4 separate regions of the Sus scrofa genome follow, and all the other regions are linked to region 1. Evidence: chromatin contacts called from public HiChIP or PLAC-seq data. All regions are on one chromosome and are shown on one strand. Each heading gives the region's core, a stretch centred on a gene start, on an enhancer-like site or on the middle of the called end of the contact. The rest is flanking DNA. Distances are from core to core; before and after follow the strand shown.

Evidence for each region. HiChIP or PLAC-seq counts read pairs in DNA pulled down with a chosen protein or histone mark.
Region 2: a contact with region 1 is called in an H3K27ac HiChIP or PLAC-seq map of alveolar macrophages. The contact joins two enhancer-like sites. A contact is called at or near these places in 2 of 2 datasets of contacts at active chromatin or transcription factors (alveolar macrophages and skeletal muscle).
Region 3: an H3K27ac HiChIP or PLAC-seq map of alveolar macrophages shows a contact between it and region 1. The contact joins two enhancer-like sites. A contact is called at or near these places in 3 of 47 Hi-C or Micro-C datasets (alveolar macrophages, embryonic fibroblasts and liver) and 2 of 2 datasets of contacts at active chromatin or transcription factors (alveolar macrophages and skeletal muscle).
Region 4: an H3K27ac HiChIP or PLAC-seq map of alveolar macrophages shows a contact between it and region 1. The contact joins two enhancer-like sites. A contact is called at or near these places in 2 of 2 datasets of contacts at active chromatin or transcription factors (alveolar macrophages and skeletal muscle).

The regions. Positions count from the first base shown.
Region 1 is chr16:35,537,365-35,543,868 of Sscrofa11.1, forward strand. The region is part of intron 2 of ANKRD55 (ankyrin repeat domain-containing protein 55); the gene reads right to left. Among named protein-coding and RNA genes, the nearest start is that of ANKRD55, 120 kb to the right of the region's middle. Within about 2 kb of position 4,572, at least 41 of the 83 cell types and tissues checked have an H3K27ac peak or open chromatin away from gene starts, as enhancers often do. A contact at or near this core is called in alveolar macrophages, liver and skeletal muscle, where this site is marked.
Region 2 is chr16:35,681,254-35,687,371 of Sscrofa11.1, forward strand. No RefSeq gene overlaps it. Among named protein-coding and RNA genes, the nearest start is that of ANKRD55, 25 kb to the left of the region's middle. Within about 2 kb of position 2,223, at least 25 of the 83 cell types and tissues checked have an H3K27ac peak or open chromatin away from gene starts, as enhancers often do. A contact at or near this core is called in alveolar macrophages, where this site is marked.
Region 3 is chr16:35,792,688-35,798,495 of Sscrofa11.1, forward strand. No RefSeq gene overlaps it. Among named protein-coding and RNA genes, the nearest start is that of MAP3K1, 77 kb to the right of the region's middle. Within about 2 kb of position 3,109, at least 34 of the 83 cell types and tissues checked have an H3K27ac peak or open chromatin away from gene starts, as enhancers often do. A contact at or near this core is called in alveolar macrophages, liver and skeletal muscle, where this site is marked.
Region 4 is chr16:35,705,134-35,711,350 of Sscrofa11.1, forward strand. LOC106506500 (a long non-coding RNA gene) reads right to left here. Exons shown (of 6, transcript XR_002339583.1): 2 at 122-210. Among named protein-coding and RNA genes, the nearest start is that of ANKRD55, 49 kb to the left of the region's middle. Within about 2 kb of position 3,133, at least 19 of the 83 cell types and tissues checked have an H3K27ac peak or open chromatin away from gene starts, as enhancers often do. A contact at or near this core is called in alveolar macrophages, where this site is marked.

The sequences.
Region 1 (6,504 bases), core at 3,322-5,821:
GTAAAGACTATGTACATTTTTTAAAGAGTTCTGTGACCATAATGTTACTTTGGTTTCAGATTAATTTTCAGTAACTGACCATTATTGAGGGGTATTACTTATGTTTCTGCCTGTTTTAATTGTAGTAAAATATATAACTCTGGACCAGAATCCGGTGAGCCCAAAGAGTCTGCATAAATGAGAGAGGTGTGGCAAGGTAGATAATCAAATCAATGTCTTTTAGACACCCTGAATAAAATCCTTGATTTTTCCTTCTGATTTCCCATAGTTCTTCATTCATAAAGTCATAAATTCTTTGAATTCAAAGGGACCTTAAATCATCTGGTCCCTGCAAAGCCCACCCTGGTGTCTCTCACACTGCCTTAAATTAGAGTCTTCTGTAAATTATTCTTTACTGGGTCTCATCAGCCATGGATACAGTGGGATCACCATCACTACAATAATCACAATTTATCACAATTTTCAGCTCACTTTTAAGTCTCACCCAGTGGAAAGTCAACAGCATCCCACATGGGCCCTATTCTCTTGCTCCAGATTTCCATGGAAAGAGGTCTGTCACAACTGCCTCTGATCCTGCTACCTGGTCCCACAGACAATGCTGAGATCCACAGCCTGGGGCTATGACCTAGGAAGTGCATCCCAGGATGTGGCCTCTCCTAATGTGGGGGCTGCTCTCCCATGGGTCAAAGCCTGACCATGATCAAGGCAGAGCTGCAGACCAAGGCTCCCTTCCATATTTCCTGGAAGCTAAAGAGCCCTCTCCCTATAGGAGGCAATCCCCCCTTACTCCCTCCCCCCATGCAGCGAGCCTAGAGAGCAGTCACTGGCTTGACCTCTTCATCCTTCCCTCAACCCCAGGGACCCCCAAGTACTGAGCACAAACCTCACCCTTTCTGACTCTTTACCCCAAAGCAAAGAAGCTCAGGGACAGTTTCTTATGCTCCCAGCCCCATCAGTCTTTCATGCAGCCTCCAATACATCTGAGTCTAAGTTCATGTGCTTTTCCTTTCCAATCTTCCTTAGGCATCGTAAGCTCTCTGAGGACAGATGAGCTTGTGTCTTATTCATCCACAGCATGGAGAACCACAGCTATGTACTGCTTGACAAAGAATGGAAAAAAGAACAAAGATACCCACTACAGAGTTACCCTGGTGACCCAGCCAATCCAAGACAGGTAGTAGAAAGTTGTCATGTTGTTTCCAAAACAATTGTTTTTATACATGTAGGAGTTTTATTTACACAACTTACCTTGTTTCTGATCTACCCAAATCTGATACTTTCCAATTAACAACGAGAAGTTAATATTCACCAGCCATGTAGGATACAAAAAAAAAAATGTTATCAGATTCCACTGGAATGATCATTTATGTTTTCTATTCATATAATAATAATCCTCTTTTAAAAAGTCCAACCATGAACTGGGGCCCAATCAACAAGGGAGAGCCTGGTAATCAGACACCTGAGCTCTTCACCATGTTGCAATGAATGATTCTTTTCTTCCTCTGTTTGCTGGTCTTTTCTAGTCTTGCCTTCTGTTTCACAGCTTTGTTAAATATTCAGGTCAAGGTCAGAGCAAGGGACTATCTCTGGGTAGGAGGAACTGAATTTAGCCTCTCCCCAGTGAAAACATTTATCACCCAGCCAAGGGGTTTGTCTTTAGATCCCAGCAGAAAAGAGGAAAAAAAAAAAAAAAATCTCCCTTAAGATGTCAATTTTGCTTTGCTTTGCTTTGCCCCAAGCTAACCCTGTTTCAGGTTACAAGGAGGCAGATTCCTGCAGAGGGGAAAGTGCTAGACCTGAATTCTATTTCTAGCATTCACTCTGACACTCCTCCTGACCTTATCCTGGCCACTTCTTCAGTTTTGACCCACCCTCAGCCCCATTGGGACTATAAATTGCCACCCTCCACCACCTTCTCCTTACTGCAAAGCTGTGTTTAAGATTCAGGAAGATTCTCCAACATCTCAAAGCTAAGCAGTCTTTAGGAACTGCTAGTGCCAATGAGCCAAATGGGATTTCTGGGGATGAACCTCAAAAGGTTGGCTTCCTGCACTTCTAACAGGAAAAGTCTAAAACTGACCACTGAGGCATAAACACAGAGATACACAATATTCCATGGGGGAAGAACTCAACAGCTAAGTTACCTGGGAGTGTTCAAATGCTCACAAACTCTCCTTCTAAAGGGATGGCAAACCACTCTGTATCCGGACCACATTTTAGGAATTTAGTCTCATCTCCTAAGAGCCCTTTGTATCACTAGCATCCATAAATTGTTGAAGCAAAAGGTATGATCTTACTGGTAAGGGGAGAACACAGCACTCTCTTCTGGAGTGCTAGTCCCAGTGTATTTAGTGAAAAGGAAGGTGATCACGTGCCACAGTAGATGGCACTCTTCTGATACTCTGTACAAACATAATTATACATGGCACTGCAGCTGTGTCACTGGAGGCAGTGTGGCCTCCCTCAAGAAGGCACACTTTGGAGGAGGACAGCTGTAGCAAATCCTGACCCTACCTCTTACGAACTCTGTGGCCTTGAGCAATTTTTTCATGTTCCAGCCTCAGTTTTTTCTACACAACGGGGTTTACAAACGGACCTAACTCATTATATTTTGAGATAGCTGAGAAATTGCTTGTACAATGCTTAGCACATGTCAGTTACTTTATGCTGTTGGTCTATTAACAATAGTAATAAAATTAAGGTTCATGAAGAAAAATATACTCATGAATGATGAGCAAACTCATGAATGATGAGTATCTTGATAAATACTTCTGTTTCAGCACCTGTAACATGTCAGTACTGTGTTTACTTGTTTACAGACCCACTATTCTGAATCTCTTTCTTTTTTATTGTATCATGAGCTGTTGTCTAGTGACCAGTCCTACGGAATCTGTTTAGTGAATAAAAAGTAAAGTCATAAATTAATGAGAAGGAATAAACAAATAAGTGGATCTACTCTTATTAAACCAGGACAACTGTTTCTTATAGAAATATTACTAGAAAACTAGCATTTTGCTTGTTTATTATGAATTTTCCAACTTTTCCTCCTTGTCTCTCAGGAGGGCCAAGTTGCAGATTCAGAGTATTTTCCCAAGAGTTGCTTAGGTGCTAAAGGTGTTAAACACAGTCTCCAAAAAGGGGGGAGATTTTTGATAGGATGAGTCCATTTTCCAATGCTGATCTGACCAGCAGATGTGGAAGCCAGTCATTTCAGAGTGGATGAAAAGAAAGAGAGGTGATAACGGTACAAATGAGCATCTCATTATGGAATTGATAGGTCTTTCAGGAGTGTACATACTAAGCTTCCTAAAATAAGAACTGTGAGCAGGCAGAAAATGAAGCAAGTCTTGCCTGGATGCATTTTCTTGCTCCACTCACTGCAGTTGCCACTATGCCAGGTGACCCAGTTAGTTTGTAGAACATCCTCTAATCCGTCAGAATGGCAGTAGCAGATATTTTGAAAACCAAGGGAATCACCTTCAGCATTTTATCTCAAATGGGAACATATTCAAACACTTATTCAAATGAACTTGAGCTCCTACTTACAGGACCCGCTACATAATTTGCAAATCCCAGTGCGAAAAGAAAATGCACAGTCCTTTTCAAAAATGATTAAGTTTTTCAAGATTATGATGGCAGAATATTAAACTAAGCATGGGTGCCCTCTGAGCAAGGGACCCAGTGCAACCACACAGGTCATAGGCCCTTAAAATCAAGTCTAGTACCAAGGATCACCAAACCTTCGGTTGTCAGGTGGGCTGCTGCGGATTAAAACAGAAAACAGATGCTATCAACATCTCAGCGTTAGCCTTCCCTAGAACTTCCCCACTTCCTCACAGCCTCCAACAGGTAATCAGTTTCCACTCATGTTTTTTTCTCCTTCAAGTCCTCAGTCCATAAAGCAGTTGAAAATCACCTAAAAATACCCACCCCCAACACACACACACACACACACAGGATCCACAAAACCCCAAATCAACAATAAGAAAACCCCCACAGGATCTAAAGCCCTACAGAATTGCCTCCCTAGGACTTGCAGCTGCTGTTGAATGATGTGCCTGTGTGCGGCTTGAGCAAGTGGAAACATCATATACTAAAGCCATGGACGCTAAATACAAGGCTGTAAACCAAAACTCCGGTGAAAACCCTGTTAGAAGCCATGCCCGGAGTCCTGGCTTCACATAGTATGTACAAGTAAATTAATTTCCGGATAGTCCCTTAAAAACTGGCTGGGGGTGGGGAGCCCCAAACCAAAATAACAGCAAAAACCGAAATGGCTGTAATTGCAGAGAGAGAAGAGAAAAGCTGAGATGATAGGCAGCAAGGGCAGAATGTCTTTCTCGCTGGTGGATAATTTGATAAGGAACCTGGATTCTGAGCGGCCTCACAATGGCCTTTTTATCCGGCTCTCACGCACCACCAGCAGCCCTGGCTGGGAATCACGGGGGTGGCAGCCGTCCCCGGAAAACGGCGGCGCTCCGGCACAGGAAAGCCAGCTGATAAACTGATCTGCAGACAACGCTTCTTCCTTCCTGGGAAGCAGCCACAAAGGCAGCCAGCTGACCTCGGCCCAGTGCTTCCCCAGCCAGGGAGGGCAAGAGAGCAGCGGGGGGAGGAGAGGGAGTCGCTGGACAACCTCCCCTCCACCTCCCCCTACAGTTTCATTTGGCAAAAGCATCACAGGGAGTGATTCAGGCTGAGCCCACGCTAGGAAAGCTCGGCTCGGTATCTCTCCAAGTTGGGAGGACTGAACCGTCTCAGTGCCCCGCACCTCCCCCCCCCCCCCAGGACCCCTCGGCTGCTGGGCTGTAGCCCACAGCCTTTCAGGCCCCCACTGGCTTGGCCCTGGCTGGGAACGAGTTTGGTGGGGGGAGAACTGAACAAACTGGCATGGCCATCCCCCTCCCAGACCGTCCCCTGGGGTGGCCCCTCCCTAAGGCTTTTGGTCAGAGCAAAAAGAAACACAGACATTTGTGTCACCCTATTAGGCACACAGGACTCTGAATTGTGCATTAGGCGCAAAAGACTTATCATCTTTCCCCTGGCAGAGTGGCCCAGTAAATATAATTAAAAAGCTTTCAGGGTGTTCCTAAAATTTTCCCTCTAACTTCTCTGGCCACAGAGAACCTTAATAGTTAGTTTCTTCTCTCTTTCTTTCAAATCAAAACATCTTATTTTCATGTTATCATTTTTAAAAAGACAATTAGAAAAATTGGCAGGATGTCAGGTGGCGGATTCTGAGATGCTCCAGGCACTCCCCAGGAAGCCATGTTTTCAGGAAAGTTGACCCAGCAGCTGGTCCCTGCTGCTGTTAGATGTGAGCTTTCACTTTTTTGCTCCCCGCCAAACTTGGATTTCAATCTTAAGGGAGGCCTGAAAAGAGCTGCCTATGAAGGAAGAGGTCTGGAAAGGGGATTCCACAAGAGAGCAGAAATCCAGGGGAAGGGGAGTTAGCTCTGTGAACTTGGGGACCTCTGCCTGCTGGCTGGGGAACAGGTGGCCTCCAGGCCACTAGGCTGCAGGTGGAGCCATCAGCTGGGAGCCAGGATGTCCTTGATCTGCTTTCCAAGTTGTACATGACTCCCACAAAGGAAAGAAGGGTGGAGGGAGTCAAATCTGCTGTTTGTACATCCTGGTACGAGACACTGTCCATGGTCAGTTCACTGATCCCTTCTCCAGAGGTCTCCAAGGAGCCCATGTCTCTTAATCCTGGACTCCACGTTCCCATCTCCCATACATCTCTTACTCAGTATACTGCCATTAACAACACAGCCAGAGCTATGAGCCTCTGGCTTGAGCTCCAGAAGAAATTTCTTCCAGCTTAGCACCTACAGAGAAGAGCTTTGGAGAGCTGGATGAGGTATTCCATGGCTAAGGGCACAAAGTCCCCTAAGTTGACGCTTCTATAAATACTGCTCTATTCTGTAGTTTCCTGGTGGCTTAGCAGGTTAAGGATCTGGTGTTGCTGCTGCTGTGGCTCTGGTCACTGCTGTGACGTGAGTTCAAGCCCTGGCCGAGGAACTTCTGCATGCTGTGGGGGTGGCCAAAAGAAAACAAAAACAAACAAACAAACCAAAAACAAAAAACATTGCTCTATTCTAAGGAACAAAGCTGGTTCTTGACCTAGAGGAACAAAGAAGTTGCTGGAAAGACCCTTTGTGCCCTGTGAGGGTTTGGAAACCTAAATATATTAGCCCTGCTGAGTAAGGCTTCTGTGACCTAGCAGGACCTGCCCTTTAGTCATCCCAAAGATTCCCAGTCAAGTCTTAGGATGCCCTCAACCTCCCACAAAATTTCCCATACCTTGAAGTTTTGGTGGAATTCCCATCAAAGAAAGAGATATGAGGGCAGAAAGCAGTAGTTACCTTCGGCCTAAAATGAACTACTTAGGGTTTTTATATTCAGCTATCCACTACGGGGCATTGTTTACCACAATGCTTCAGGAAAATGAAAAGTAGCCCCCTTTTAGGAGTAAATTGAGGATATGTTTGAGATCTAGTTATT
Region 2 (6,118 bases), core at 973-3,472, 140 kb after region 1:
ATACTGGTCTAATGCCCAAATACTGAATCAGCATAAACAATGAGGTAAAACACTGGTCATGATGGGCTACATAACCTGCAGGGCTCAGTACAAAATGAAAATTTTGGGCCCCTTATTAAGAAAGCATTAGGAATTACAAGGTGGTGATGACAGAGCATCAATAAAATCTAAGTGCTGTCTGCACAGGTCCTATGTCCATGAAGCCAGCCCGATCCTGGTCACAGAGCGGTCACCATCAGCACTACCACTCTGGCTCAATACTCCTAAAACTTCCCACATCTCTTGCTTCAATCCAGCTTCCTGCTCAAGACAAGAAAATCAATTGCCATCATCCTCCACTAGAGTCTCACACGCTATTCACTTCATCTGCAGTGTCCTGTCATGCAGACTCCAGTGTCTTCAAAGCTCTGCACAATGCAATTTAGAAGGAGCATGGCAAGGGCAGAGGGGGCTACCTTCCCTGCTTATGTCAGGGTATGAGGTGTAAGGTGAGATAAGGATGTAGCAAAGGAAGGGAAGATGCTCTGGGTGAAGGCTTCAGGTGCTGCCATCATCCCAGTTTTCTCCCTATTTATTTGCACTTCTCAGTGCCCAGAAGATTTAGTTCTGGTGTGTACAGTCCCTAACAAGCTGGCAACATGTGGCCGTGGCTGCTGTTTTGTTTTCACAAGCCTAGCTGCATTTTCCCCATTTCCCTACCATTGAGACCTCAATGTGCAAAGAAAGACTAGGCTTGAAGTCAGAGCCTTGATTCCTCATCTTGACCCTCACTAGCTGTGTGTCCCCAGAAAAGTCACTTAACCTCTCCAAGCTTCAATTTCCTCACCTGCAAAAATGAGATAATGAACATGTCCCTGTATACCTCACAGGATTACAACAATCCTCAAATAAGATATGTTATGTGAGTGAAGCAGGCTCTGTGCCTCATTCTCTCTTCCTTACGCTCATCTCTCTAAACACAGCACAGTGTAAGTAAATGTTGAATGAGTAAATAAAAACCCCAAACAACTGTAACATAAACAAATCAATTTTGTGAGGGTTAAAACCCATTAACTTCCATTTTTTATTCCCATATCAAAAGGTTACCAAGTACCTTTGAGAGTATTAGAATATTCCATCATTAACACAAATAATGGTTCCTCTTTTCTTCCCCTGGGTTTCAGAACTGTAATATGAGTACAGTCACTTTAAAAATCTTTCCTGTTTTCCACTCTCTCTAATTACATGGTATCAGGAGCCAAAAGATAGACCATGAGATCCTGATGTTGCTACAACTTGCAAGTGACGCAAATTATCATTAGCAAACTGCATCTGAAACTGAGTTTAAGCACTTCACCCAAAATGATCCCAGGAGAAACATCTCACTCTAATGACAGTAAAGGCTAGGTTCACAGCTTAAGGAACAAAACAGGGTGACAAACCTGTAAATGTTTTAAAAGCACTCATTATTAATACAGCAGATTGTAGGGAGACTAAATCAACTGCTCTTATCTGTAATGATCTTTTTAAAAAAGAAAAATCAAAAACTGCTACCAATGCATTTCTCATGTGCTGAAAACTCCAGGCTAAATTGCTTGCAAGACATAAGCCCTTCAATGCATTCAAAGAAATAGTCTCTGCAATTATCACTAATTAACCAGCCCTAACAGTTGGGAGCCAGTTGGAGAGATTTACACTTGAATGTAAATGAGGGAGGAGGGAGCTGGGGAATGGGTTGGGGAACATATTTGTTTTGTTTTGATTTCTTTCCAGACATATTTCAGTTTACATAAATATTTGAAGGTTGGATCAGACAGAATTTACAGCACAATGCTATTAGGAATGTCTTTATAAAAACTTTGATATGGTCTAAATTTGTTTCAAGAAGGAGGGGCAGGGGTGGGAGCAGGAGCCTTTTTCAATATTTAACTTAATGCCCTGACTAGCACCTCAAACCACTTAATAAATCACAGGTACCTCTGACTTAGAACAAGTGAGCAGTGTTTCCACGGTTTCAATTTTAGCTATAGATTTCAGAAGGAACAGACACTGCCTGGAGAGCTTGCCAACTTTCTGGCTTAAGCACTGGCTTGTGACCTTCAGTTGACCTTGGGTTCTGGGATTTGAGGGTTAAAGTAGTCTTTGGCATTTGAGCCTGTTTTGGTTATTTTTTTTCTCCGAAAGTGTTTAGAGAAATAAGAGAGGGCCCCACCCTATGCAACAGGGCAAGCTATTTCCTGTAAGAGCAAGAGTTTGTAGCTATCTCAGTGGTTTGTGAAAAACACTTCTTCAGGAGAGGAGCTCTTTCTCAAAGGGTCTGTTTCTGTTCTGTTTCTCTTTGAGCATCTAATTTTGCAAAAATTTTTTTTTAGAATTAGCACATTCTCCTGCCTGAAGACAGATAAAGCAAAGGCAATGCATGAAAGGCCAGTCTGTGTGTTCTCAAGGTGAGAGTTGGGCCGCAACAGGAATCTGACAGGTTGAATCAAACAAAAACCCTCACCTCTCTGAACATGAGTTTGCTTAGTTCACAGTTTTTCTTCCTGTAGGTGGATGGCTGAGGGGCAGATGGACTATGGGAACCTTTAACTAAACAATCATGTCTTTAATGAATGCACATTTTTGTTGAGCCTGATGTTTGATTAAGGGTATACCATGAAATGTATTAGCCTATTTCTTAGTGAAGCAGGAAAGCCTTCATGGAGAATTTTTATTGTTTATATTCAATGAAAGGAAAAGTCTGACTCGAAGTACTCAGATTTAATCTCTCTCCGAATTAAAATGGTTCTATTATGCTGTAACCGCTGGTGCTGCTAGGAAAGGTGAATCCAGGATTTTTGCCCAGCCATGGAATCCCTTTATTCAAGGGAGCTATGCATGTGGCCACGAACAGCCAAACATGCCTAGTTTATTGGCAGCTGACCTCAGTGTAAGGAGAGTTTATTTTCCTTTAGGAACCCACAGTTGAATAATGTTCTGGTGCCCTAGCTGTTTCATAACTCTCTGTGTAATTAAGCAGTTGGCATGACCTTCCAAGGCAAGATAATAATAGGAGTTAAGCAAAGGCAGGGCTTGTATACAAGGACACTTGGGACTGCTCAAGCTCACAAATAAAAGCCTTCAAGTAAGTACAAAACTGTCTTTCAAATTCAAAGCATTTTCCCAGTGTAGTGACAGCCCCTTCAACCACCTACACACACCCTGCATGGAACATGGCGAAATTGTCTATAACTGAAGAGCAGCAAGGAGGTTAAGTTGCGGGGGAGGGGAGACAGGTGCTGGCTATCATTTTTCATATGCCACCTCCACTGTCCAAATGAATTTAAGGAGGAATACCAAAGCCAGTCATTTGCAAAAGGTAAATCACTTTAGACCGCCCAAAGTAAGCTGGTTAGGGAAAAGAAATTATAATTTAAACAAACAAGCAAACAAACAAACATGGTCAAAAACACAAATTACACGGCCACTGAACACCAAGTGGTTTAAAACCAAGAACCAATAGCATAGATGTGCGTCCTTCCCGGAACCCTGAGCCCCACGTCCCCTGACAGTGTCCCCTAACTCGATAAGCAGGCAACAGCTAGGTGGAGGTAGCAAATACTCTCCAAAAATGGCTCCCCTTCCTACACACACATGCTGCTTCTCCCATCAATTGGTGCATTCCACTTCTCTATTTGAATCTCAGCTGGCTTTAGTAACGAGATGGACAATAAATATGGCAGAAACAAAGCTGTATGACTTTTGAGGCTAGTTCATTAGAGCCTAGCAGTATCCCCTGGGTCTTAGGGAACACTCATTGGTGGAATGCTTCCTCCTGAAACCAGCCTCCACACTAAGAGAAGCCCAAACCTCACAGGAAGTCACATGTGAGCATTCTGGCAGACAACCCCAGCTGGACTTCCAACAAATAGCCAGTAGCAGCTACTGACCACAGCGGAGAGCAACGATGAATGGGTAGCGCCAGCCAATATCTACCTGAAAGACCCCCCAAGCCAGAATTGCCCGGCTGAGCCCAGTTAACCCACACATATGTATTTAAAATATATACTATATATGTACTATATACTAGATATATACTATATATATATGCAGTAAAACAAAATGATACCCTTCCCATGCCCCCTCCACTATGCTCTGACCTTTGATGCCCCTGTGGTGTTTCTCTTTCTGGCCTATCCTCTCACTGCCCTCAAGATAATCTTATACTGAATAAGCATTAAACCATTCCTTTGGTTTTCTTTATAGTTTATAGTTATCACATGTGCATTTTCCTAAACAATATATAATGTAATGTTAAATTATATGTACATAATTATGTACTATATAATAAAATTTTCCTTTATCATTAGTATCTTTTTTGTATATGAAATCTTCCCCTATTCTGAAACCATAGAGATAGTCTCTATTTTTACTGAAAGCTTTTAAATTCTGACTTTCAATTTTTGAGTTATGAATCTGTTACAGGCTTGAAGTTCACTTGAAAGAGATTAAACCCAAAAGCCTCTGGCCGTGTCGCACTGTAATGTCCCTTCCCCCACCTTGACCAGCCTGGGCTGCTCATTCCCTGCTAGAGAAGGAATGTCGCTCATTCCTCACCCCTCCTCTCTATATAACCTGTTCCCCCATAAGATATCCTGCCTCAAACCAATTAGATCAAACTGGGTCTTCACTCAGTCAGCATTCTGGGGTATAAAGACTATTGCAGGCCCTCTTTTTAATCTGCATGCACGTGAGTCTTCTCTCCCTCTCTGAAAATGAACTTCGGCTTCACATCTATAAAAAGTCCACCATTCCAATGCTTTGCTGTGGTGAGACAGGGACAGAGGAAACTGTGACTCTATCAAATCCATCTTTGAACTGATTTCATCTAAGATATGCAGAGGAAAGCATTTTCCATTTTTTATCCTTTATAAGGACAACCAATTGTCCCCCCACTTGCAACTGAATAGTCTTTCCTTGCTTCCTTCATCTTGTACCTAATGAAGGTGATATCTTTTAGAAGTCCCAAATTTATTCAAAACCCTTTAATTTACCCTCACAATGATTAAGCACCAGTTTTTGCTCCTATCCCTTGAATCCATCTGGCCCATTAAAATCTAGGCAAAATCCACCAGAGATCAGCATAAGGAGATGGTGCACAAGGCAGACACCACTCCAAGGTCACATCCTCCTGTGGAATCACTCTTCTGTTCTGGCCTCTAATAGTTCCTCTTTACCACCGGCTTACTCACATTTTACAGATGTTTATTTCAGGTTTCAGTATAGAAGATTTTCTATACTTTCAATTTAAAATATTGCCCTTACTTTCAAAGCTAAATCAGTTCTGGTTTTTTTTTTTTCCCAGTTCTTTTGATTTCATTTATAAATTTAGTTTCTTTCTTTTTACATTATTATTTTTCTTACTGGTTATGTTTTCAAGAAATTTTCCAGAGTTTGTGAATAATTCCTGATCATGTTTCAGTATTGGCCCCACCTGAGAATGACACCTTGGCTGGGTGATATTTTCCCCCTTAACATTCTATAGATGTTATTTTACTGTCTTTCATCTGAAAATGTTCCTGAAGAATCTGAGATTAGTCTGAATTGTATGGCTGTTTCTGTTCTTGTGGGTAGAAGTTTATGGAGGTGGCGAGAAGACAAAAATGATAGCAACCTGTTTTCTACTTGTGGACACTATAGAAATTCTTTTCCTTTTCTTTTTTGATGTTTCTTAATGTCACCAGAATATATCTTAAAATGTGAGTTGTTATTTATTAAATTTTCCTGAGCCACCATAAACCCTTTTAATCTGAAAACTGAAGACTTTAATTTCAGGAAATTTTTCTTCTGTTATGTCTTTGGATCTTTTAATATATATATATATTTTTTTTGTCTTTCTGTCTTTTTTAGGGCCACACCCACGGCATGTGGAGATTCCCAAGATAGGGGTCTAATCAGAGCTGCAGCCACTGGCCTATGCCAGAGCCACAGCAACACCAGATCCGACCTGTGTCTTTGACCTACAGCACAGCTCACGGCAATGCCAGATCCTTAACCCACTGAGCGAGGCCCAGGATCGAACCCGCAACCTCATGGTTCCTAGTCGGATTCATTAACCACTGACCCATGACAGGAACTCCTTTTTTTCTATTCTCTTGTC
Region 3 (5,808 bases), core at 1,859-4,358, 250 kb after region 1:
GTCAATCCTTCCCTCACCCACCAGCATTTCCTGGACACTTCTAGAACCTTCCCTTGTCATGCATGGCTTTGACATGTCCTGCTGCTCCCATTTTACAGTCCTTTCACAAAAACATGGCGTATCTCCTTAAGAGCATCATAAAGTCCTGCCTGTGCTTCCTTGTATCTCCTGACCCTGGTACAGTTCTTTGTAAAAATATGTTCATTACAACCTGTCAGGCCTGTCCACTCACAAAGACCTCCCGCCACTAACAAAAGTATCAATTGCCTCAATGCCTCCACTTCCTCTCTAATTCATGTGTGTTTGTCATTATGTCGCACCAAACAGTCCCTCTTCTGGATTCCCTCAAAGTCCTGTGCTTTATATCCCACAGGCCTCCTGTTCAGCCAAGCCTCGTGTTGGGATGGGCAACCAGTTCAATAACTGAATCTCGGGCCTGTGCCATTTTCACTCCTTGTAAGGCAGTCAAAGGTCTTTGCACAATCAGGCCCTCCGTCTGTTCCTCTGTAGAGAGCAACAATAGGGTGTGGTTGGGAGAAAAGTAGAGACCCAGCCAAACAAATGTCCCCTGGAAAAGCCACTCATACAGCTAGAACAAACAGATAGGGCCACTCCACTAGCCCTCAGGAGAACTCTGCACCAATGTAAGGCTGTGGAGATACACACAGGAACATCATCCAGTGCTGTCTATCCAGGAACCACCACCAAACATTTCATGGCCGGTAGTGGTAGGGGGGGTCAAAAAAACAGAGACAACAGAAATTACAGATGTGATCCCTGGAAAGCACCATGAGTATTTGGAAAGCAGAACCTTGCTGAGGGGGCTCAGGAATGTCCTAGTGGACTGGTAGCCTGTGACAAACAGCAAAAGAGAAATAAGAGGGCTCAGTGCTCAAAGGCTCAGCTCCTTTCTCCCCCAGGAGACAGGGCCAAAAATACTGCCCTCGGATGCACGCAAGACTTGCCTTTGCCAGGTTCTGTGCTGACCCTGGGCACTAAACAAAGTGCTCTGAATCCTTCCCCTCGGCCCTCTGCCCTCAGCTCCTCTTTTGTTTCCTTCAGACCCATCCGGCATTACAGAGAAGGAAGAGCTTTAGATTCAGTCGAGGTGGTGGTAGTGGTGGGGGCTTTGCAATTAAACTGCTAATTAAGGAAATACCAACCTGAAGAAGCTAATTTGCACTGACCTATTTAAAATATCTAGCAGCAGATCAGGCATGAATTGAGGTACGGCCCTTTTATGCGTCAGCCAACTGGCTTGCTTTCAGAGCAGTGGCTATCAATAATTCCATGCTGAGGACCATCTGATAGGAAATCAACCGCTGGCCCCTGGAATGCCAGCATTCCCCACCGCTCTGTTTTCCCAGTTGTCAGCTCTGTTTATAAATTGTCCATTTATAGCAAATCCAGCACCTGCTATGAACACCTCATCCTGCCAAGTGTTGGAGTGCATCTCAGAAAGAGCCACTATAGACTTCTTCAATTCCTTTTAACCTTCTCCCAGTCCCAGAGTTTGAATATTTGCATAGGAATTCTGAGGGAGGACACACTCTATACAGAAAAGGCTAGATAGTCTATTAAAAGTTAACATTTTGCTGAGAGAGGGAGGGAGCGCAAATCATCATTCTCTTGGGAGACACAAACGCTCTTTCTGAACAAGTCTGACATTGGGACACATTTAAAATAACCCCTAAAAAATTCCGCAGGGTAAAAATGCTCTGGAAAAAAAAGTTAAGGGAGGCTTTCTTTTTAACTCCATTATGTAGCTTTTTAGCTCACTGTCACTACAGCCACTTAGCAGATAATGCTGCCTGCTGCTCAAACCCATTATGTAAAATATATTTAAAGACACCTTCTCCAGTACTGGAAACCCACTACTGTGACCTAGACTAGGGGCTTTTTCCTTGTCAGTTATCCATTTGCAAAGTGCCTAGAATTAATTCTCCAAATGCCACCCCTCCCCCTCAATCCCAAAATGTTCTGTTCGTTTTGCTCTTTGCAAAACAAAATAAAACCAATGGCACAAGGAGAATATTCATGGGGTGTGGGTTCATGGTTTCTAGAGGGTTGTGAAGGTCAAACCAGATGCAGATGCATGTGGATAACCTTGGGGGTGGTGGGGAGACCCGCCTGATTCTTCAGTTTACAACTTGCCAGGATAATCCTCTTCAAGCATAAGATTGTCACCCTTTTAAAGCCCTGAGAGGGACCCTGCTGAAGACCACGTGGGCAGAGGCAGCTGGGCTGCAGGGCAGCATTCTTGGGCCCCAGCTCTGCCTTCAGCCAAGTGGGCGGCCCCATATTTTTATGGGAGGACTAAATACTTCTTTAAAAATTAAAAAAAAAAAAAAGAAAGTTGGGTTTTATGGACATAAAAGACAACTCGTGCAAGGTTGTTATTATTCGTGGGCCAGCAGAGTTGGGTGGGTGGTCATGAAATCAGGAAAAACAGAAGTGACTTGAGAAATAGAGGGCATGAAACTAAACACCCATGAAATTAGAAATGCTGCTTTGACATAATGTGTTTTCCTTTCCACAGGTCAGGGTCCTCAGCATTACAGAGCACTCCAAAAACTTGCAGTTTTTGTTGTAGTCCGTGTAAATTAAGCTAATCTTAGATTACAGAGGCATCAGTTCTTTCTTTCCCAAATGGGATTGTGCTTAATCAATTCCATGTTACTCCAATGCAAATCATCCTTGCTTACTTTTTGGTCGTTCTGGGGCTGTTTCCCCAACCTGGATTCTCTCACTCATCACAGAAGTCAAGCCCCTGTTACTGGAGATGATCTCTGAGATGCCCCTGTTAGAGAAAGGAATGTGCAAATTAGGAGACTACAAATCAGTTTGAAAACTCAATGACTCCTTCCCATAAATCTATGTCCTTAATATTAAAAATCATTTGGAGGTGCTGAAAAGAAAGAGAACTGATCTCTAACAGAAAACAGCAGCCCTACTCTCTTTGGGGGCACAGACTAGTAGTCGAGAGGGGTAAGGCAGATCTAAATCCACGTTCTGCTACCAAAAATAGAAAAGAGGAAACCTTTGAAGCCAAAGAAGGCCTAAGAATATCCGTCAGCAAAGAGCTAGAGCGACATGGACAGGAAGCAATGCTCAAGTGGCAGTTTTGTGCTGCCTTTTTTTTTTTTTTTTTTTTTTTTTCCTCTTCGTAGCTTTCACAATCATCCTGTTAAAAAGATAGCTTTCAAAGACTTCCCTTCAACACAGATGCGGGCCCTCACAGTCAGCCTTTCTGCAGCAGCTCAGGGGTCTGGCGCTCCCCCGCGCTTCCAGGCAGCCCTTGGCTTTGGTGTTCTTCCCCCTGCCACGGATCACTTCAATCTGTTTAAGGCTGAACAGCCAACTCTTCATAGACCACGTTCCACCGAGAGCCCTCAGTAGGAAATGGTTGGCTGAGCAAACATTTGTTTCCTGTTTTGCTCTTGATAATTTTACATTTCAGCTCAACCTAGCTTTCCCCTTTTATAGTTATGAAAATCAACACATTGAGCCAGTGAAGTTTGTTTTCCCTCATGCATTTTGAATGATGCTATTAAGAATACATGTGAATAGATCTTATAAAAGATATTGGAGTTAGAAGTGGTTCCTTGGAAACAAGAAGGTGAGGGAGCTTCGGAATGGCCTGTGGACAGCTGGAGAGGCATAGATGTTAAGAGGGTGACCAGACAGAGAAAAATAGGGTATGGGGGAGAACACAGATAAGAAAAGACATTGAGAGGCCAGTAGAGCCTCTGTTAGCCATGCAACTTTATACAAATTAGGAAGAAGTACCCCTTTTTCTGAATACACACAAACTTGAGAGGGCACATGGTTAGATATCAGGCCTTCACTCTTCCTTTTGGCGAGGTGCCATTCTGCAAGGCAGAGCCCCACATACTATATGCGGGGCTTGGGAAAAATGTGTGCAAGAGACTGAAAGTTCCAAATGGGGAAATTTAGCAGAACCGGCCAAGAAAAAAAAAAAAAAAAAAAAAAAAAACAAGAGTCACGGATGTTTCTGGTAGCATACAGGAAATCCTGTTTTGAATCATAGATCTTTGCTAACTGAGGGTTGGCAAAACTGATTTCTCCAAACTAGCTTTATCAAAACATCCCAGTGGAGTGTATCATCCTTTATCGTGTTTCATATGATACATGTATTGTTCATTTTTATGGGAGCTTTGTGTTCAGCACATTGAGTGGATAACTTGTAGGCTTTATATAATTTATGTCTGTCAGGAATGACAATCCCTGACTAGGCACAAATGGCTGTGACTAGTTATAATCTGAGCCCGAATCTGAAAACATTTGAACTTCAGAGGATGCACAGTTGGGGATTCTTAACTGCCTTTCTAACTCTTGAATATTTTATTGAAATAACTCATTAAAATTCAGTTAAACGAAAAAATATAATAACCTCCAATCCTCAAACAGATTATTTTTCCAAGGTCATGGTCCCAATTTGTAATATAATCCCTTATCAATCTGTCCAGTTAAATCCATGAATTGCCTCATAGTTAGCAAAATTGAAGAGGGCAAAAAACAAAATCTCACAGAAAATAGAGAAGCAAAAGATGAAACAGAACATGATATTTCTTACCTAAAACATAATCAATATGTAATAAGCGTACAACTCTCACTCAGGACCTGGGCACTCTCACTAGTGGGAACCATTAAGGCTTATGCGACAGCTCACAGATTTTACAGTTGAAAACAACTGTTCCATTCACCATCTTGTAAAATCCTCAAACAGTCCCTGGAGGTAAGTATGTTTTTGTCATTGCCTTTCGGTAGGTGAGAAAACTGCAAAATAGAGAGAAGCTGAGAGACTTGCCCAAGGCCATCGAAATAGTAAATGACAGAACCAGGCTTCAAGGCCAGGCTTCTGGCTCAAACCAGTGATCTTGCTAATATACCGGCTCTCTAGCTCAAACAGTTCAGAGATATCTCCTGATGGCCTCTGCATCCTGGGCAGGTTGAAAAATATTCAACCTGGGCTGAAAAATATTCAACCTGATGGCGGATGGGATCGGCAATGATGTATTCTAGCAACTTTAGTGACTTAGCTTTTGAATACGTATTTATTTATACTTTCCAAAGATTTTAGTCTGATGTTTATACGTAAAACTATAGTCTCTGTTGCAGTTGACCCAGGGTGTAACAGTCAAAGGATTTAGTCAAATCTGTGGAATTATAAAAGCCAATAACAATAGTATTAAAAATCATGGTTTAAATAGGTTTTTTGTTTTTTAAAAAGTGTTTTAAATTTAGTTGTTTTAATAAAAATTATAGGACTTCCAATGGTGGCTCAGCAGTTAACAAACCCAACTAGGATCCAGGAGGATGCAGGTTCAATCCCTGGCCTCGCTTAGTGGGTCAAGATCCACCATTGCCATGAGCTGTGGTGTAGGTTGCAGACATGTCTCGGCGCTGGCATTGCTGTGGCTGTGGTGTAGGCTGGCAGCTGTAGGTCCGATTCAACCCCTAGCCTGGGAACTTCCGTATGCCATAGATGCAGCCCTAAGAATCAAAAATATTAATAATAATAGTAAAAATTATATATTTTAAGGCATACAAGGTAATTTTTTATATATGCTTACATTGTGAAATGATTACCACAATCAAACTAATCCACATATCAAGGGTAACCTCCAATAGTTACCTTTTTGGGGTGTGTGTGTATGTTGAGAACCCTTGAGATCTACTCTTAGCAACTTTCAAGTATATAATGCGTTATTATTAACAACAGTCACCATGCTATATGTTGGAAGATGAGTAAGTTCTGGAAACCCAAGTGAAAGTTTGTACCCT
Region 4 (6,217 bases), core at 1,883-4,382, 170 kb after region 1:
CTGATGAACCACAGTGGGAACTCCAAAAGAAGTTTCTTTGCACTGCTCTTTTTTATGATTCCAGAGAAATCCTAGTGCAATGCTACCATCCTAGTGAATCTGTAGCTGAGCTGTATCTCACCCTCTCCTTGAAGACCTTCTTGGTGTTCTTCCTCCCATCATGAGGTATTATACTCAGGCCATCATACAGGAAAAGACTGCTGAATGTGCCTACCAAACAAATAAATAAATAAATCAAATTTCATATGGCAAATAAAGAGTGCATCATAAACAAAGTCAAAAGACAAATTAAAAACTGGAGAAAAGTCCTAGCAACATATCTGACTGACAAAGGTATAGTTTCTTTCTTTCTTTCTTTCTTTTTTTTTTTTTTTGACTTTTGCCTTTTCTAGGGCTGCTCCCATGGCATATGGAGGTTCCCAGGCTAGGGGTCTAATCGGAGCTGTAGCCACTGGCCTACACCAGAGCCACAGCAAAGTGGGAGCCCAGCCGCGTCTGCAACCTACACCACATCTCCATATGCCACGGGAAGCGGCCCTAGAAAAGGCAAAAGGTCAAAAAAAAAAAAAAAAAAAGGAAAAGAAAAAAAAAAGACCATTCAATATTGAAAAGATAAAAATCAAAACAAGTTACTGCTTTTTCCTACCAGATTGGAAAATACTAAAGGTTTGGTCATCCCCAGGGTTGGTAAGCATAAGGAGAAACAGGGGTCACATACTGCTGATGGGAATTCTTAGCAATATAGTTTTGTCTTTTTTTTTTTTTTCAGGGCTGCACCCGCAGCACATGGAGGTTCCCAGGCTAGAGGTCCAATTGGAGATGTTGCTGCCAGCCTATGCCAGAGCCATAGCAACACCAGATCTGAGCTGCGTCTGCAACCTACACCACAGCTCACGGCAACACCGGATCCCCAACCCACTGAATGAGGCCAGGGATTGAACCCACAACCTCATGGTTTCCAGTTGGATTCGTTTCCTCTGTGCCACGACAGGAGCTCCGTAATATAGTTTTCTGCAAATAAATTTAGCAGCATCTAGCAAAATTTTTAAAATGTGCATAAACTTTGATGCAGAAATTGCACCGAGAGATACATTCTATTGATATAAAAGCACACAGATACATGTACAAAGATGGAAACTCTGTCAATGAAATGTTATTTGCAATTCAAAACCCAAAAAGAATGTGCATGTATATGCTATTACATTGATTTTAAAAATTCGGAGAGGACATTAAAGACATTGGTAAAGGTAGATGTCCTAGTTTGCTTGGGCTTCTATAACAAAATACTCAGGTGGCTTATAGCAACAAAAAGTTATTGCTCACAGTTCTGGAGGCCAGAGGTCTAAGATCAAGGCACCAGCATGGTTACCTTCTGCATGGTGAGGGTCACCATCCTGCTTCATAGCTGGCACCTGCTTGCAATGTCTTCACATGGTGAAGGGGTTAGAGGTCTCTTGTTTACAAGGGCACTGCCCTCATGACCTAAACACCTTTCAAAGGCTTACCTTCTAATACCATCACCTTTGAGGGTTAGGATTTCAGTAAGTGAATTGGGGGTGGGGGGGTGGAACAAATATTCAGTGGGATTGGAGACAAAGAAAGAGAGGATTTTATTTTTTATCTAAAAATATTCTGTTTGTCTTGATTTTTTACCAAGTATGTTTTTTAAACATAGATTTTTAAATCAATAAATAAACAAACTAAACTCTGGCTATACCTGCTGTGCTGCTTGCTAACATTTCTCTGGTGCCCAAGAACTCCCCAAGATAAACACAAGATTCACCTAACCAGTCGCAACTGACAATCCTTCAAACAGACAAAACCTTTGATATAGAGCTGTTATATTGATATATATAAACATACCAATTCAGAGGAAATCTCCATATCAGAATAGTTGAGAAGACAAAAATTTAATCTTTTGAAGGTCCCAGTGACTCACTAAAAAAGAGTTGAAAAAGCCTGATTGCAGGGCAATAACGTGGAATTTTGGAATAAGCAGCCACTAGGCTCCACCCTGCTTCCTTGAGATGTGGACTAGTTTGGGTGCAGCTGGGAGCAGATCAGCAGGGAGGTGGGTGGGCGCGGGGCACCAGCTGATCTGGCACCAACAGGCCCCTCTCTCTTGGCTGTACCCAGTGTGGGGAAGAGACGAGGAGGATTAGAATCCTTCCTGTGATATGATTCCAACCATATAATGCTCTGGAAAAGGCAAAACTATAGAGACAGTAAAAAGATCAGTATAGGTAGGGATGAATAGGGGGAACACGGAGGATTTTTAGGGCAGTGAAACTACTCTGTGTGATACTGTAATGCTGGATTCATGTCATTATACATTTGTACAGAATCTACAACAGCAGAAGTGAACTTAATGTAAACTGTGGACTGTGGGTAATTATGATGTGTCGATAGAGGCTCATCAATTCTAACAAATGTACCGCTCTGGTGGAGGATGTTGATAATGGGGGAGGCTATGTAGATGGGGGTGGTAGCCAGGGGATATATAAGAAATCTCTGTACCTTCCTCTCAAAAAACAAACAAAAATGTTTTATGAGATAAGAGATAATGCTTAATATATGTTTATTAGATGCTAAGTGAAAGCAAATCCTGCCCCAGGTTTGTTATTGCATCCACTGGGAGGAAGGACAGTGCAGTGTGCTCCTCTCTCACCTGCACTTTTATATTTGGGGGATGAATGGGGGGGCTTTCATTTTTCACTTGGAATTTTACAAGAATACCTTCATGGATTGCTTCTTTAAAATAAAACTGCAGCTACCTCATGGCCCAGTGGGTTAAGGATCCAGTGTTGTCGCTGCTGTGACTCTGGTTACAGCTGTGGCTCGGGTTCAATCCCTAGCCTGGGAACTTCCACATGCTGTGGGTACAGCCTATAAAGAAATAACCTTGCAATATTATATTCGTTAATCCTCTGACTTCAGTTATAAACCAGATGCCTGCTCAAGCCTTTTTACTCTCTTGGATTTGTTAACCTTGACCTAAACCCCCTTCCGGAGGCCTGAGATAGGTCCATCCTCTCCCCACGACTGTCCTGCCTCCATCCCACAGTCTCCTCTTTGCCTGTGCCCGGCTGCTTCCTGAGCAGTGTCTGGGTGGAGCTCTGCAGCAGGATGTTCTCAGACTCCACCCCCTTTTCTGTCCTCACAGGAAACCCCAGGCATTTCATTTCGCAAGGTTAGTAGCTCTCTGGGGCCTTACTTAGGTCAGGTCACAGCAGGCTCTCCACAGTCTTCAGCCCCGTTTTCAGTGGGGGAATGGAGTCTACATTCTCTCACTGCAAGCCTTCCTCAGTCCCCCTTAGGAACTCTGATGAATCTATCTCCTTCCCTCTAAACACAAAGTAATTCTAGCTGGCTTAAACCTAAGGAGAAATATGTTATGCAGGTATAGGGGGGCTCAGGGAATTCAGATGGACTGTAAGAACTGAAAGTCTGGAGTTCCCATCGTGGCGCAGTGGTTAACGAATCCATCTAGGAACCATGAGGTTGCGGGTTCGATCCCTGCCCTTGCTTAGTGGGTTAAGGATCTGGCGTTGCCGTGACCTGTGGTGTAGGTTGCAGACGTGGCTCGGATCCCGCGTTGCTGTGGCTCTGGTGCAGGCCGGCGGCTATAGTTCCGATTAGACCCCTAGCCTGGGAACCTCCATATGCCACGGGAGCGGCCCAAGAAATGACATAAAAGACAAAAAAATAAAATAAGATAAAAATATTTATTAAAAAAAAAAGAACTGAAAGTCTTAGCAGGATCATCTCTGTGTCTCCTCTCTGCTTATTCATCTGAATTCTTCTCTCTTTGCAATCTGTCTTCTCTGCTTCTCCGTCCACATGGGAAGACGTGGCTGCGCCTTAGTAACCAAGAGACCAGCCGCTAAACAAACTGGCTCCCTCAGAATCCCAATCCCAAATTCCTGGGAAAGAGTGTCAGTTTGGCTCTTGTCTAATTATCTCCAGACAGAAGGGAGACGGTCTGACAGCAGTAGGTCACAGGAAAAGGGCGTGCGTGGTTCATGGCTAGGCACCTTTGGGTGTACTGCCATCTTAGAAAATACACAAGTAATATTCCTCCTAGCATTTGAGATTTGGTTAGATTTTCAAAAAGGGATTTGTTCTGATTTGTTTCATTTTTACTTAAATGAAACAAAGCACAGACTTTGAGACCAGACCTATTTGCTTTTAAGTATTTGCTTAGTCACTTAATATCTGAGCAATGTTGAGAAAGTCACTAAACCTCTCTGGTCCTTAATGTCCTTGACTGTAAAATGAAGATGGTGACTCATTCAGAGGGGGGTTGTGAGTGGGAGATAATGTCTTTTATCTGAAGCATCCACTTCACAGTGGGTTCTCAGTAAATGTTGATTCTCTTCTTCCTTTTAGGCTTTGGATGGTGTGAGTGTAATCCTTCTTACAACATCATCTGGCCATGTCACTGCCTTACTTAAAGTCTTTCTCAGAATAAAGTCCTGTCTCCTTAAGATAATATAAAAAACCCGTGGAAGATCTGTTCTCCACACTATTCTCTCCCCATCACAACCACGCCCAGTCATACTTGCAGTTCCCAGCACCCACCATACCCTCTCCTTCCCTGTTCCTCTTCCCACCCACACTCCAAACCTTGTCTGCCTAATGTCTACTCCTTCTTGGGGACTTCTGCCTCGGGAAAATCTTCCTGGGCTGTCACTTCCACCCACAACACTGTACTAAGAGTCCTTCCATGTGCTCCTGAGCGGAAGCTTTCCTTAGCTTCCCTGGGAATCAGCCTGCCCAGCTTGAACATTTCTAGGACTTTTGCACTGTTCTATTTCGAATTTCTAGACAGTTCTACCACTTTCATCCAAACTGGCAATAGAGCTGAAAATGCCTCCCCAGAACTTCCACCCAGTAGTCTTGGCTTTTACCCTGGAACAACCCTCATATTCCTGGAAGCTTGAGTCAATTACCCTCTCCCCAACTTCCCCAAATCTATCTCTCTATCCCCTTCACTGGACCTCAGGACAGGGGTTCAGAGAACATTCATCACACCATAACATCCTCTAGTTTGTCCCTGTTCTTCTCAAAGCCTGGGGCTCAAGTGTGAGTCTAGCCACCACCTCTCTGTAATGGATCCTATAAACGTAAGCAGCCTCAAACTGAGTCACTCAGGTGAGTAAACAACCTATATCCTGTAGAGCTTCCAGTCAACCACACCCCTTCCAAGTCCTTATCATATGACCTGCCGTCATGCCAAGTCTCATCTACCCCCACTCCCAGATACAGGCAAGTAACAGGAGTTACACAACAAGCCAAGGGCAGAGACCATGAGATACCTCAAGATTTATGATCTCTAGGAATTCCCATTGTGGCTCAGCGGAAATGAATCTGACTAGGAACCATGAGGTTTTGGGTTTGATCCTGGGTCTCGCTCAGTGGGTTGAGGATCTGGTATTGCCTTGAGCTGTGGTGTAGGTAGCAGATGCAGCTTGGATCCTGCATTGCTGTGGCTGTGGTGAAGGCCAGCAGTTGTAGCTCAGATTCAACCCTAGTCTGGGAACCTCCATATGCCACAGGTGCAACCCTAAAAAGCAAAAAAAAAAAAAAAAAAAAAAAAAAGATTAATGAGGGTCAGCAATTCATCTGTCCCCAATTCTTTGAACTGGTGGCCTTCTATGTGTTGATAACAATAAGTGTGGTTGCAGCTTACTAAGGATCTGCTCCATGACAGGCTCTGGCATAAGACATATACATGCATTTTCTCATTTAACCCTCACAGCAAGGACTTTACAGTTGAGGAAGCTGAAGTTCAGAGAGATTTAGAAATGCAAATAATAGCTCAATAGAATGAAGGTTTAGGTTAAACAACAAAGCAATATAGTCTATCAAATATGGCAGCCACAGATTCCTATATTTCTCCCCTATTACTAGGAGTTTCCTAATTTTATCTTTTTGTCTTTTTTTTTTTTTTGCCATTTCTTGGGCCGCTCCCTCGGCATATGGAGGCTCCCAGGCTAGGGGTCTAATCGGAGCTATAGCCACCGGCCTACTCCAGAGCCACAGCAATGCAGGATTCGAGCCGCGTCTGCGACCTACACCACAGGTCACGGCAACGCCGGATCTTTAACCCACTGAGCAAGGGCAGGGATTGAACCTGCAATCTCATGGTTCCTAGTCGGATTTGTTAACCACTGCGCCATGATGGGAACTCCGAGTTTCCTAATTTTAAACCCTT